Regions from separate parts of the Mus musculus genome. Here region 2 is linked to region 1. A link is a contact called in public Hi-C data. All regions are on one chromosome and are shown on one strand. Each heading gives the region's core, a stretch centred on a gene start, on an enhancer-like site or on the middle of the called end of the contact. The rest is flanking DNA. Distances are from core to core; before and after follow the strand shown. Region 1 holds the start of Tmem132e (transmembrane protein 132E). Region 2 has its middle 32 kb from the start of Gm24612.

Region 1 (2,675 bases), core at 54-2,553:
CGACTGCTTCGGTCAACTGTGGCTCCCCCGCCTCTTTTTTTTTTCCTCTGGTCCTTGATTCTTCTTCTTCCCCAACCCCACGTCCAAGGAGAGCTGGACCCCTATCGGCATCTCTATCTTTTCTAGGCCGCCTAGGTACCCGCTGCTGCCTCTCCGGCCAGGGGCTGCGCAGGTGCGGTTGCCTTAGCCCACTGGCCGCGCTCCCGCTTCTTGCCACCCGTAGCTGGGACTGGAGCGGCGATCTACTCGCCCAGACTGACTCCGAAAGAGCGACAGCCTGTGCCCTGCCGCACCGAGGCAACGGGCGAGCGGGTGTCCAGGGGCAAGGCGGGGGTGATGGGTAGGACGAGGGATCGGAGACTGTGAACCTCGGAAAAGTTCAAGGTTTGTGTAGGTTCCCCCGGGAAAGCGAGGAGAGGTGTGAGGCGGGGCAAGGTACCCCTGTGCTGAGACAGCGACACCCTACCGGAGAGGAAAGAAAAGGGTAGCCGGTGCTGCCGAGGGCTGACCACCCCATCTCTCATCCTACAACGCTTACGGGCTGGATACTGGAGGAGACGCTCTGGGAAGAAACGGCTCGAGCTGGGGCGCCTTAGCTGGCGCTTCCGCTCCTTCGCTTCTCCTAGCTTCATCTCCATGGGGCAGCGAGTGCCTAGAGCTCCACCCTTGCTCCAGCCACCGAACCCCAGCCTGGCCAGGCGGCGCCGAGTTGGCCTGTGCTAGCGCAGACCCCGGTCGAGACTGGAGAGAGTGCTGGAGTCCAAGACCGAGCACTGCGAAGGGACAAACATCTGGTCCCCCACCTCAGACGTTTCGTCTGGGCGTCGCCTAGGGTGGTGGCGACCCGCGTCGCCTGTCTCATCCCTGCAAGGAAACTTTTCCTTCCCCGGATGGATTAAAGTTGCCTGGATTTTCTCTCTTTGCGAAAGAAATCATCCGTTTCCTCCCGACCTGGGATTTTCCCTACTGCTGCAGGGCGCTTGGGAGAGGAAGAAAGCCGCGCTGTGCATGTGGGGTTACCACCGAAACCGAGGCGATTCGAGTTCGCGTTGGGGTTCTGTACCTACGAGCGAGTACGGATCTGAGCGGCGCGGCGAGGCCAGGGGCTTCGGCACGCGGCCCTCGGCAGCCACCGGGACGTTGGTGGCCACCGGGCCCTGGGACCGCACGTGCGGCTCCCCCCTCTCCTCGCAGATCCTGCAGGGGGCACCAGCCCGGGGAGGTGGAGACTCCTCCCGCCCCGAGCTGCGCCCCCGCCGGCTCCGAGGGTGTAGCCGGTGGTGCCCGGGACGCCCCTCCCCTCAAAGTGTCCCCGAATTGCGCTTTCTGGCCCCCGAAGCCTCAACAGACACAGCTGGGCGCCAGTGAGTTGGAGGCGACCGAGCCCAGCCTGAGACCAATTCGCCGTGGATCTCTACACCCTCGGACCCCTCCTGCCCCCGCTTCGGCCATGGCCCCAGGGATGTCGGGCCGCCGCGGCGCCGCCCTACTCTGCCTCTCTGTGCTGCTCGCCCACGGTAAGTGTCGCGGCGCAGACTCGGGGTGAAGATGCGGCGGGCGCCCCTGGAGGGGGCGCAGAGAGAACCGAAGGAAGGAGCACCTCATCCCAGTGTTCCCCTGGACTCTCCGCCGTCGCTACCAGCACGGTTCCCGGCTGCAGCGGGAGTCCGCTGAGGGGACCGAGGTCGGTCCAGGGGAGATTGGGGCGGGGGGGGGGTAGATTCCTCGGTCTCAGAGTTAGAATTCAGGGAAAAACCCGAGACCCTGGGGGCGTGTCAGCTCACGGATATCTAGAGGGGTGCGAGAGATCAGCTAGGTCGAGTCTCGGGTACCCGGCCGCAGCTCCCCATGCAGCGCGAGGGGCTGGGGACCACTGGGACCGGCGAGATCGCGGCTTCCGGGCCCGGCGCGCAGGCGGGTGCGGGCCGTGCCGCCGGCTGTCTGGCTTCCTGCGGCGGGCCTAGGACAGGGACGCGCACGGTTGGGGCCCGGGAGGCTTGTGAGCAGCATCTCAATGGCCGGCCGGCTCGCAGAGCAAGTCGGGCGGGGGTCTGGGCAGCGGGCGCGGGCCGGGAGACTGGCGGCGCGCGAAGGCAGCGGGGCCGCGCTCCAGCGTTCTGCAATCTGTTGCGTCTGCTCCCCAGGCTCGCCCTGGGCTCTGGGCTCTGCCGGAAAGGGGTGACGGAGGGAGGAACCCGGGGATGGTGCGCCCCAGCAGTGAGATGGGGGATATGAAGGTTGGAGGCAGGGGGTAGTAGGACAACCTCCCCCACCCAGAGTGGGAACTCAAGATGAGCCAGGAGGGCGCTGCGGCGGGCTTCCGCAAGCTGGAGATGCTCCAGGAGGAGAGGGGCGCAAACCTAAACGAGAGAAAGGGAGCTGTGGAAGCAAGGGGGCAGGGGCGGCGGGGAAGCGGCCCTCTGCTGCGCCCAAGTGAAACCAGCTGACCCGGGACAATTCCCCAACCAGCAAAGGACTAGCTAGGGATATAAGACTCTGATGCCCCACTCCCGAGAGGGTGAGCCAAGGACAGAATTGGAGAAGGCCTTAGTGGAGCGAGCCATCTGGATGTTTGAGAGAACCGTCCGTTTGTAGTGGTCAGCTTTTGCCCGAATCTGTGCAGTCCCTGGCAGCCTGATTTGAGTGTGCTGTGAACCTCCCCACGGTCTCTTAAT
Region 2 (2,675 bases), core at 82-2,581, 180 kb after region 1:
TTGGCCCATACAGAGTGGCACTTATTAGGAAGTGTGGCCTTGTTGGAGTAGGTGTGTCACTGTGGGGACAGGGTTTGTGGTCTCATATTCTCAAGCTATGCCTCATATGTCACACAGTCTCCTGCTGCTTTCGAATCAAGATGTAGAACTCTCTGCTCCTCCTACACCATGTCTGTCTGCATGCCACCATGCTTCCCACCATGATGGTAATGGACTAAAACTCTAAAACTGTAAGCCAGCCCCAATTAAATGTTTTCCTTTGTAAGAGTTGCATGATCATGGTGTCTCTTCACAACAATAAAAACCCTAACTAAGATATACCTTAACCATCAGGATACTTTGCACATGCTAGCAGGAGGTGGGGGCAGAGGGGAAATACAGCTGTTTCTTTGGGGAATCAGGGATCGTGCTCTGAGCAGAAGTTCTCAACCTGGAGGTCATGACTCCTTTGGGGGTCACATATCAAGTATTTACATTATGACCCATAACATTAGGAAAGTTACAGTTATGAAGAAGCAACAAAATAACCTTGTGTTCAGGGGTCAGCACAACATGAGGAACTGTATTAAATGGTCTCGGTATTAGGAAGGCTGAGAACCATTGCTACAGAATGAGCTATGGGTTACATTTCAGTCCCCACTTTCCCCTGGGCTTTGTGCACTACAGAGCATGCTCAGCAGCTCATGGCAGCCTCTGTGGGGGCCAATGATTGGCTCTCCTTTGCTGGACCCCCAACTTTTGTGCAGATGTAGAATGCCTCTGTATACTGGGTGAAACACTGGCAGCCAAAAAGAAGAGCGCACATCTCCCAGAGCTGCCTGACATCTTTATTTTCCTCTGCCTGCGGTCCTCTCTTGAGTCTTCACCAGAAACTCTCCTCGTCTTTCTCCCTGTCCTGTAAAATCTGAGGAAGGGAGCATGCCTCTTGCCTGTCACCTCTCTCTCTGCAGTTGTAATCGATGGATCCTCGGGCAAAGGCACCGGCCCCTCCTTGACAGCAAACTAGTTTTAGATAAATGAGTATTGGTTTTGCTCTGTTTGTTTTTCATTTCTTGCCGTCCTTTGATGTTTTTCCCTGCAAAATCGGTTAAGCAATGATAGCCCGGGTCTGCTTATGCCAGCATTGATTGGCCAGCTCCCAGATTCTGTGTCTTTTGTAGGCTCTCCTTTTTGTGCGGCTTCCCCCCACCACGCCTCAAATGCCTCCTCTATTTTTGTGGCCCAGGTAAGAGGGAAGGAAACTCACAAGCACAGAGCATCTATTCATGCCAGGCTCTGTGTGGGCGACGCATGCCAATTGTCTCAGTCTGTCTTCGACAAAGCATCACCAGCCGGTGTGGTGGGTAGGCGCTGTTCCTCTTGTCTTGTAGATGATCGGGGTGGTGCTCAGAGAGGTGGTGGGAGCTGCTCAAGGGTTTGGGAAGGAGCCCACCTCCTGAAAATAGCAGGTGTGTGTTTCATGACTGGCCCTCAGCACGTATAGGCTGCCCCACTATGCAGTCATAACAGTGAAGGGGAAAAGGATATGGTGGACTCAGGGAGCTAACCACAGGTGGAGCTCTGTGCATGGATAGTGGGATCAGCTGCTACACAGCTCTGATGGCTAGTCTCAAGTTTCCTGGCCCTTCTGAACAAAAGCAGTCGGTGTAGCCGGCTCCTCCTGCTTCTAGGCAGAAGCTGAGGCTTTGCTGTCCTCTGCAGCTGCTGCCAGCAGGGCTATTACAGAAGCCCACCTTCAGCAGAGCTCGAATTCACAGTAGAGGACCTGTGACCTGCAAAACCTCTGGCAATGCTTGAGCACAGAGCATGCTCACTGTTCCTGTGTGTGATGTGAGATTCTCTGGGCTGACCATGTCTCATGGTGTCAAGAGGGGCTAGGCTTGCCTTAGACACACACACACATACACACACATACACACACACACACACTCCTTTAGCAGGGAGGAAAGGAACTCTAAGGGAATTGGAGCAGCAGGACCAAGGGTGGAGGTGGAAAGGCCCAAGAGCATCTTTTCCTCTTTCCAGGGGCCGAGGATCAGGCTGGGGGAGCCCATACAACTGCTACATCTGACAGAAGAGGCTGTAGCCGGTGGGGCTCGTAAACGGCCGGTTACATTTATAGCCCTGTTCTTATTAAGCACCAGGAGAGGAAAGATGAATCACACCCCTCCTGCTGCCCACAGCCTGGGGAGATGGAGGCCAGCCGCCACTGGCCTTAAATCTCAGCAAACTTAGAAGTCACAAGTGTTTGGGGTCGGCGCTGTATCACCACGGACAACAGAGAGCCACACATCCTTCCCAGGATAAGCTGGCCTTATGTCCTGAAGGGGACCTGGCCAAGAGCAAGGGGGTGTGGGAGGACTATCTGCCTGAGAGGCTCTTAGTTCTGATCTTCACTGATTGCTTCGTGATCTTGGGAAGGAAAGATGATCACTTTGGAACTATAGAGTTCTCAACTCAATTAAGTGAACAGAATCTAGAAATGATGCCCCTACCTTGGCCCTCCTGTTCTGCAGGAAGACAATGCACATTTGGAGGAGACCCTGATCACAGACCCCAAATGAAAGCTACCCTGGGGGTGCAGTGATGTGGCAGACTCAAGGACACAGCCTCCAAGCTGAGGTTGCTGGAAGCCATGACCTTCCGGCATCCTTCCCAGCCCTGGCCCAGGGCCA

The links. A called contact is a pair of places that touch in the nucleus more often than the background predicts.
Region 2: a contact with region 1 is called in a Hi-C map of cortical neurons, with 1.8 times the contacts expected there. The contact joins the enhancer-like site here to the promoter of Tmem132e in region 1. A contact is called at or near these places in 1 of 15 datasets of contacts at CTCF or cohesin (pro-B cells), 11 of 484 Hi-C or Micro-C datasets (cortical neurons, ganglionic eminence, liver and 3 more), 15 of 115 datasets of contacts at active chromatin or transcription factors (the 230-238 cell line, astrocytes, craniofacial prominence and 11 more) and 2 of 9 other capture datasets (adipose tissue and liver).

The regions. Positions count from the first base shown.
Region 1 is chr11:82,387,597-82,390,271 of GRCm38.p6, forward strand. Tmem132e (transmembrane protein 132E) reads left to right here and starts at 1,304. Exons shown (of 9, transcript NM_001304439.1): 1 at 1,304-1,517. The coding sequence starts at 1,451.
Region 2 is chr11:82,563,085-82,565,759 of GRCm38.p6, forward strand. No RefSeq gene overlaps it. Among named protein-coding and RNA genes, the nearest start is that of Gm24612, 32 kb to the right of the region's middle. Within about 2 kb of position 1,332, at least 11 of the 459 cell types and tissues checked have an H3K27ac peak or open chromatin away from gene starts, as enhancers often do. A contact at or near this core is called in cortical neurons, where this site is marked.